2 separate regions of the Gossypium raimondii genome follow, and region 1 is linked to region 2. The links are chromatin contacts, called in public Hi-C maps. All regions are on one chromosome and are shown on one strand. Each heading gives the region's core, a stretch centred on a gene start, on an enhancer-like site or on the middle of the called end of the contact. The rest is flanking DNA. Distances are from core to core; before and after follow the strand shown.

Region 1 (3,477 bases), core at 894-3,393, 230 kb after region 2:
CAAATCCGTGACTTGAACAAACTTATGATCCTCTTCCACACTCATCCCTATCAATTCCAATAACAAGAAAAGTTGGTCAAATTTTAAATTATGATTTACTATTATTTGTTTGTTAAGAAACAATGAAAATTTCCAAGGCAACACATGGATGTCTACCTGTTTCAACAACATTTTTGAGATTTGTGTGAATAGAAATACAAATAATAGTCATAGAATTGGCATAAAAAAATTCATGGAATATTCCGCAAATCACTTAACTAAAATATTTTGCTTTCTTTGTCTGCTTGTGACCTGAGAGTTATGCATCCTGCTTTGCTTTCTACATTTTCCCAATGTCCTGTGCTTATCATGATTATTTACCTTCTCATAAATTGACTTTCAAGTCATACTTGCTTATTTTGTTCATATTTTCTTTCTCTAAAAACAAGAATCCATTTTTTTCTTATTTATCAACAAAATAGAATAATAGAATACATATAACACATAATATAATAAATCTAAGTTATATCTTTTTATAAATAAAAAATAAAAATAAAAGTACCTCTATAAATATTTCACTAAAACATCTTCACTTTATTAAAGATGATTAATTGAGAAGAATCACATTACTTATCACTCTTCACGACAAATAATTATTCGATTAATCATGCCAAGTCAACGTGACTACAACTCAATCTAATTCATTATCATTTTATTTTTAAAACTTAAAATGAAGAGTTTTAATTTAAACGATTTGTGAAAAGCTTCCAAATCCTCTATAAAATCTTTTGGTGATTTTTGATATTACGGTGTGAATTACATCCAAACTCCTTAAAAACCCTTGTTGATAAATCTACCATTAATAATTTATATCATGCATTTAAATTACATAAAGTTTTTATAATATTAAATTTGACGAATACTATTATAAAATATAATTTTCAATTGGATCCAAATTGTCCGACCCGGACGCATTGTCTGGCTTACTGTATAGCATGAGGGGGTCGGTGAAGAGCTCTCGCAAATCGAATGAGAAACAAAAAAGGGGTCAGATTCATTGGGGAAGTGACCTGGATAGACTGTTGCGCGTTTTACTGCTAGCGTCGGTAGTACCGCGGATCTTACCGTACAACTGGCACCTTCAGGAAAAAAAATGAAATTTGTACTGCAAATGTCCCACGCCCTTTTTGTAGCTCGTGAGAGCACTCAACCTCTCTTTCTTTGTCATCTAATTGAAAAACGGCTGAAGGAAAATATCATGTGGTAGGCAAAAAGAGTCAAATAACTACAGTTTATGAAATAAATAATTCCCATTGACTTTTGATTAATTAAAATTTTATATTTTTTTATATAAATTTTGAATATGTTATGATATTCGTATTTCAGTTTTAAGCAATATTTTAATTATTATTTTATTTCATATAATGATATTGCGTTTTGTTGGAAATGAAAACTATATTCCAACTTCCCTATGCTATGCTATTGGCAGATTGGTTTAGACCCAGTTTGTCTCTTTATTCTTACTTAAAACAAACAACTACCAACCCAATATTGTTTGAAATCATATATTATATAATATTAAAAAATTAACATATGCCGACGGTGTCTCAACTTGATTGATTGGTATAGACATTGTTGTCAATGCAGGAAAATGTAGAGTCGAGTGCGCAGAAGCGCATTATCCTTATATTTATGAGTTGAAAAAATGTTATGAGTAGTTCCAAGCATTGTTCAAAAAAAATCGAATAGTGAACGAAATTTTCATAAATAAATTATTAATTACATAAATATATAATAATAAATAAAAAGAATATGAATATGATGAGAAGAGAAAAGGTAACGAGTGAAATATAAGGGAACTAACAATGCCTACCCTACCCAAACCGTGTTTTCATCACCAACCCCTGATTGTTACGTTTTCCTATCACACAACAATGGAAACTAATCCTTCACCTTAAGTTCATTTATTTCCTCATCCAATTATTTAATAAATCCAATCCAATTTGCTGAATTTTAATTATAAAAATATTTTTTTTGAATTGATTTTATGAAGCTTGATTGTTGGCTTATGTTTTTATTTTCGTACGTTCAATTTTATTTTAATTTTAAAATAAAAATCATTAAATTAATTTTTAGGGTAACTTTTCCAGTTGGTCACCCAACTTTTACCGATTACATCTTCCCCTTTCTCTCTCCCTCCTTTCTCAGTTCTCAGTAAGCTTATGAAACTTCTCCTTCTTCCATTTTTCTCTGCAAATGAATCCCAAGAAACCTCCCAAGCCCCCTTTTTTTTATTACCTTTTTTACCTTTTTCACCTACTTCTACACCACTAAACTAACTTTCTGTAGACAACCAACCAAACCAAAGCAATAGGCAAAGCTTCCAAGTGGTTCGCAGGACACTCGGCCTCAAAAAACCCGACCCCCATAACCAACCCTCCCATAAAGGCAAACGGCGTTGGAGTTTCGTCAAATCCTACTGTGAAAAGGAATCCTCCACGAACGGTAATGTAAAGTTGCCGTGGTCATCTCAGCAAAACGGGCGTCTGCGGCAATAGAAAGGAAAGGGAACAGTGAAGTAAAACATAATTATGCTTTTGAATGAAGAAAGATTACCTGGAAATTTTTTAAGCGAAAAACCATATAAGATAGCAGATTAGATCACATTTGAAAAATGAAAACTTGAGGGATTAGTGGTGAAAAAAATGAAAATCATGAAGAAATACCAATTTCACATGGCAAGACATGTGATTTGCCCATCTCCAAACAAGAGGGTCAGCATTACGTTCTCTTTTAGCTGGTGAAGTTGCTTTTGATTGCCCACTTCTTATGCCATGAAATTGCATAACTGAAGTGAACCTGCTCAACAAATGGTTGCAACTGTGACTAACCATGCTGAACTTAACCCTTCAATTTTCTCCCTTGGTAGGGAGACAATTGCTGAAAGAATCAGGGCATTGCAGGAACGTGTTCCTAGTGTTAACAAGGTAAATTCCTTTCTGTTTACCGTGCCGTAAATTTACTTATGAAACTACTTGCACATTTCCAAGCTAACTCTATTCGTCTATTACTCATATTGTGTACAGATATTGAATGGATTAATGTCCTAATCCCTCATCTTGTAATAACATTACAGTTCATTATTGCAGCAATCTTTTTGAAACATGGGTGACTTTAATGGTAGATTTATGTCTTGGGAAGAGAACCATGTATAATGCACCTTACTCCATTTAAGTCACGTATGTTTCTTTGTGCAGACTGACAGAGCAGCCATGCTTGATGAAATTGTAGATTATGTGAAGTTCCTGAGGCTCCAAGTCAAGGTATCATCAACTCTTTTACCTGTTTTCTCTCACATTTCTTTTTCATATTTCTATTTTTAAGATGATGTAATTTTTTCCTTTCCTAAAGTTTCATTTGTTGGTTTAGCTTGTTTTAGAATTTTAAAATCTAATGGTTGAAATTGGAGTGTAGAAGCCCAATTTTGCCCGGCCCAAA
Region 2 (3,907 bases), core at 369-2,868:
CCTTGAATCTCTCCTAGTGCATCGAAACACAAGGCACAACAAGACTATCAACTTCAAGATTTTAGAAAAAAATCCCTAAATTGCACAACAACGCAATATAACGAAGATAATCGACTCAACTTATACCTTAAAGCACACTGGAATAAGTAATACCATAACCGGACGCAACAATTACACAAGGTGAACAGAACAAAAAGAAATTTTTTAAGAATAACGTACTAAATAAAATAAAACAATTTTGGAAAGAATAAGGATAAAGAAATAAAAAAATGTCTAAGTAACGGTAGAGGGAATGAGCATTTAAAATTTCAGTTTTTACAAAAAAAGTGCAAAAATGTAATCCTTGTTGCGTACGCAAAGACTCGAGCACGAAACTAGGTAATAGGCATATGCTTAATTAGTGAACCAGCAGGCTCATTCTTGACATAAAAAGGCACCGAATTCAACTTAAACAAGAAATCCTAAGTTAAAGGTTCAAATAAAGAAACTAAAAAATTCTAAAATTTATGAGACTTGAACCTCAGATCTCAAGTGAGCAAATAGAACACACAACCACAAAAGCATACACATATTCATCGACACAACTTAATAACAAAACTCAAATTTTGGCGCATTATAGACGTTTAAGATTATGACCAGAGAACTACCTTGCATCTCACAACTAGTGAGGGTCATGCCTCTATTGTTGAGTTTCTTCTCCTTTATAAGGCCAATATTAACCTCATTGACCAATGGAACCGTAGTGTATGCACCCAACTTCATCGCCATTTTTTGCATTAATGTTTACAATTCAATTAGTTAGTGAAAACTACAAATTTAGGGTTTAATTTCTTTGGTTTTTATTTGTGAAGCCATTAATAGATGCAAGACTTTATGGACATTAGGATATCTGTAGGATCCTAGAAGTAAACAGAGGCAAAGACATGGATGATAAATAATTCATCAAGGATCAACCAACATAGAATGATCAAGCTCCCATGGTAATAATAATTTCAAAATTACAATGCTTTTGATTCTATTGATATATGTGTTTTGTTGATTGTTATTGTAACTAGTTCGACATGAACTTGATTCAAATGAAGTAATTGATATCTCAAAACTGGATACTGACAAGTCTTCAATAATTAACCTTCAGGTTGCTTAAATAACAAAAACTTTGTGTTTTTTTAATGAACTTTGATGAGGGTGAAGACTTTTGAAGAATGATGATCTTTATTTTGATGGCTTTTGATAAAAGCTCTCGACAATGGCGGATAGAGTTATAAAAAGAGGAGAAGAGAGAAAAGAAAGAAGAAGAGATAAAGAGAGAGGAGAGGAAAGAAAGGAAAATAATAAGAAAAAATTAAAAATATATATTTAAATTATGTGATAATGACATGGAAGCCACGTCACCATTTGATGGGTCGGCTATGATTTTGTCCAACACTTAATGACTGCTAATGGAAAGTGACCAAATTGTTATCAATTGATAACGCCTGTGACCTAATTGTTAGAATTGAAACATTGATGACCAAAACGTAAACTTAAACAAAGATATAGGATTATTTTTGTAGTTTAACCTAAATATAATATAGGGTACAACGTTTTTTTTTTACCACCAGAGTACAGCGTTTAGTAACCCTAAATTTTTGTTCATTTATTTTGAACCGTCTTTCCTCTTTCTTCTATCATCTTCCTCCTACCATCGTCCCTCTTCTCTCTCTCGTCTCCGTAAATCAGTTTTGTTTTTCTTCTCTTCTCATCTCAGTTTGCATTCACCGCCGTGTCTGCTGGTTTATGCTGGATCTGACCCGTATCCCGTGTCGAATCGTGTCGACACAGGTACTGCACCCCAGATTGCCGAGTCCTGGTAACGAAGGTGAGAACAATTAGGAAAAAATTGTAGGACAACTAAAGTCACTCTCTGTTATATGATGTTAATTCTATGATTACAGAAATCATTGAGGATGAAGAGAAAAGCAGGGGATTTAAAGTCGAAAAAGGGGAACAAAATAAAGAATTCACGAATGCAGCTTGTTAAAGAAAATGATATTGTGCAACGAGTTAGTGAATTGAAGTCTGAGGAAGATCATGATGCTAATGAATCTAAGATAGCTAAAGCGAAGAAGGATTTGAAAAGAACATCGAAAACCAAGTTCGAGGAGTATCTTGAAATGGAGATGCCAAATTCGGACATGCTTGCACAAGAGGACTTGGAATTGGAGAAGAAACTTGCTAAGAAACTCAAGGTGAAGGGCGGTAAATTAAGGGGAGATGATGATGGACTTAATATTTTATTTGAAGGATTTTCTGATGAGGAAGCTGTGAACCATTCTTTAAGTAAGAAACGAAAAAAGAAAAAGTCAGTGCAGCAGGCTATCAAAGATGATATTGGAGATGACTCAACTATTGAAGCTTCCGAAGGGGAGGAGTATTCAGAGACAACAGTGGTAGAAATTCCTGTGAAGGCACCTTCACAAAAGAGGCGTAAGAAGAGGAAGTCTTTGCTGCAAGGACAAGAAAGTGACATGGTGGGTGAAACTGCCCTTTCTGTTACCCCGCATTCTGAGTGCCACAATGCAGAGGTAGCGTCAGGTCAAATTTCAACTAAGGCTCTTGGAATGGAGAGCAGCGGGAAATATGTTGCTCCTCACTTGAGATCCCAGACAAAGAATGAATCAGAGGAGCAGACTCGAATGCGCAGACGTGTACGAGGTATGAATATTCACTTTTAATTAACTTTAGTAAGTTCACTTCTCGTTTTTGGAATTTGACACGCCACTTATTTTTCTCTATGTTCCAGGTCTTCTTAATAGGCTTTCTGAATCTAACGTGGAATCAATTACAGGAGAAATGGCCACAATTTTTCGTGTATGCTGCTATGCTGTCTATAGCTTTTTGTTTCAATAGACTTCATATCAAGCCTTCTGAATTTTACTGCAATTGATTTAAGCTATATATGCACGCTCACTCTGAGTAAATATAATTGGTTGTTATATTAATCTTTTCTAGCATAAGTGCATACAACTGGTACAGTTATTTCCGACTAGGTTAATGCAGGGGCTGTGGTTTTACCGAAACTGCATTTACGAGTTTGTTGGTTAATTTAAGGAAGTTAATATAATACCAAAACAACTTCCATTTTTGTGATAGGTTTTCAAAGAAATTAGCATGCGGTTGCCTATGCAGTATCCTCTGCTTTTACATTTGGAAATTAAAACGTATAATGTTAACTATATAATTCTACTCTTCTACAGTCTGTTAGTCGCAGTGTTAGCTCCCAGATTATCAGTGAGGAGGTCTTGGCATCTTGTTATAATGGTCCACGTGGCAATGAACAGTTAAGAGCAACCTTGCCTCTCTCTTTGTTTGTATAATTCTCCATTATAAGTAGAAAAACTCGTTTCTTTTTTTTTTTTCTCCTAAAAGGGTTCCTTCCTCTTTAATTCTGTCATCTTTCCTTTAAAGTTCCTAATTTTTCAGTTTATATGTATGCTATGTATGGGAATTTTGTTTAATGTGCCTATACTTATTGTCATTGATTTTTAATTTGCACTTGACATTTTACTATGACAAGTAAAGTAAATTTTAATTCTTATGAAATTTTGCTTACTAAACATGATGTAATTGTTATTCTAATTTTCAATCTGATATATGTTAATCAGAGGAAGGAACAGTTGAAATATTAATAATGGAAGGTAAATTACTATTGTTTATTTTTAATTTGTCTTTATTTTTGGTTAGAATAGCTATAATGGAAGTCAGATGAATAATAATTATTGTTGCTATCTTTCCACAATATATATAGCCAAAATAGTAGCTACACAGCTGTGGAAAGCATATTTATATTTTGATTTGAAACTCCACTTTCTCATTCCAACAATACATTCTTCATGTGGTAATAACTGTATTCCTCATCAAGCACAAG

What was found. A called contact is a pair of places that touch in the nucleus more often than the background predicts.
Region 1: a contact with region 2 is called in a Hi-C map of leaf, with 2.3 times the contacts expected there. The contact joins the promoter of LOC105801584 here to the promoter of LOC105804429 in region 2. A contact is called at or near these places in 2 of 2 Hi-C or Micro-C datasets (both in leaf).

The regions. Positions count from the first base shown.
Region 1 is chr11:17,332,755-17,336,231 of ASM2569854v1, forward strand. LOC105801584 (transcription factor UNE12-like) reads left to right here and starts at 2,144. Exons shown (of 2, transcript XM_052623468.1): 1 at 2,144-2,966; 2 at 3,237-3,407. The coding sequence starts at 2,850. The coding sequence ends at 3,362.
Region 2 is chr11:17,106,412-17,110,318 of ASM2569854v1, forward strand. LOC105804429 reads left to right here and starts at 1,619. Exons shown (of 12, transcript XM_012637055.2): 1 at 1,619-1,858; 2 at 1,935-2,694; 3 at 2,783-2,850; 4 at 3,237-3,319. The coding sequence starts at 1,947.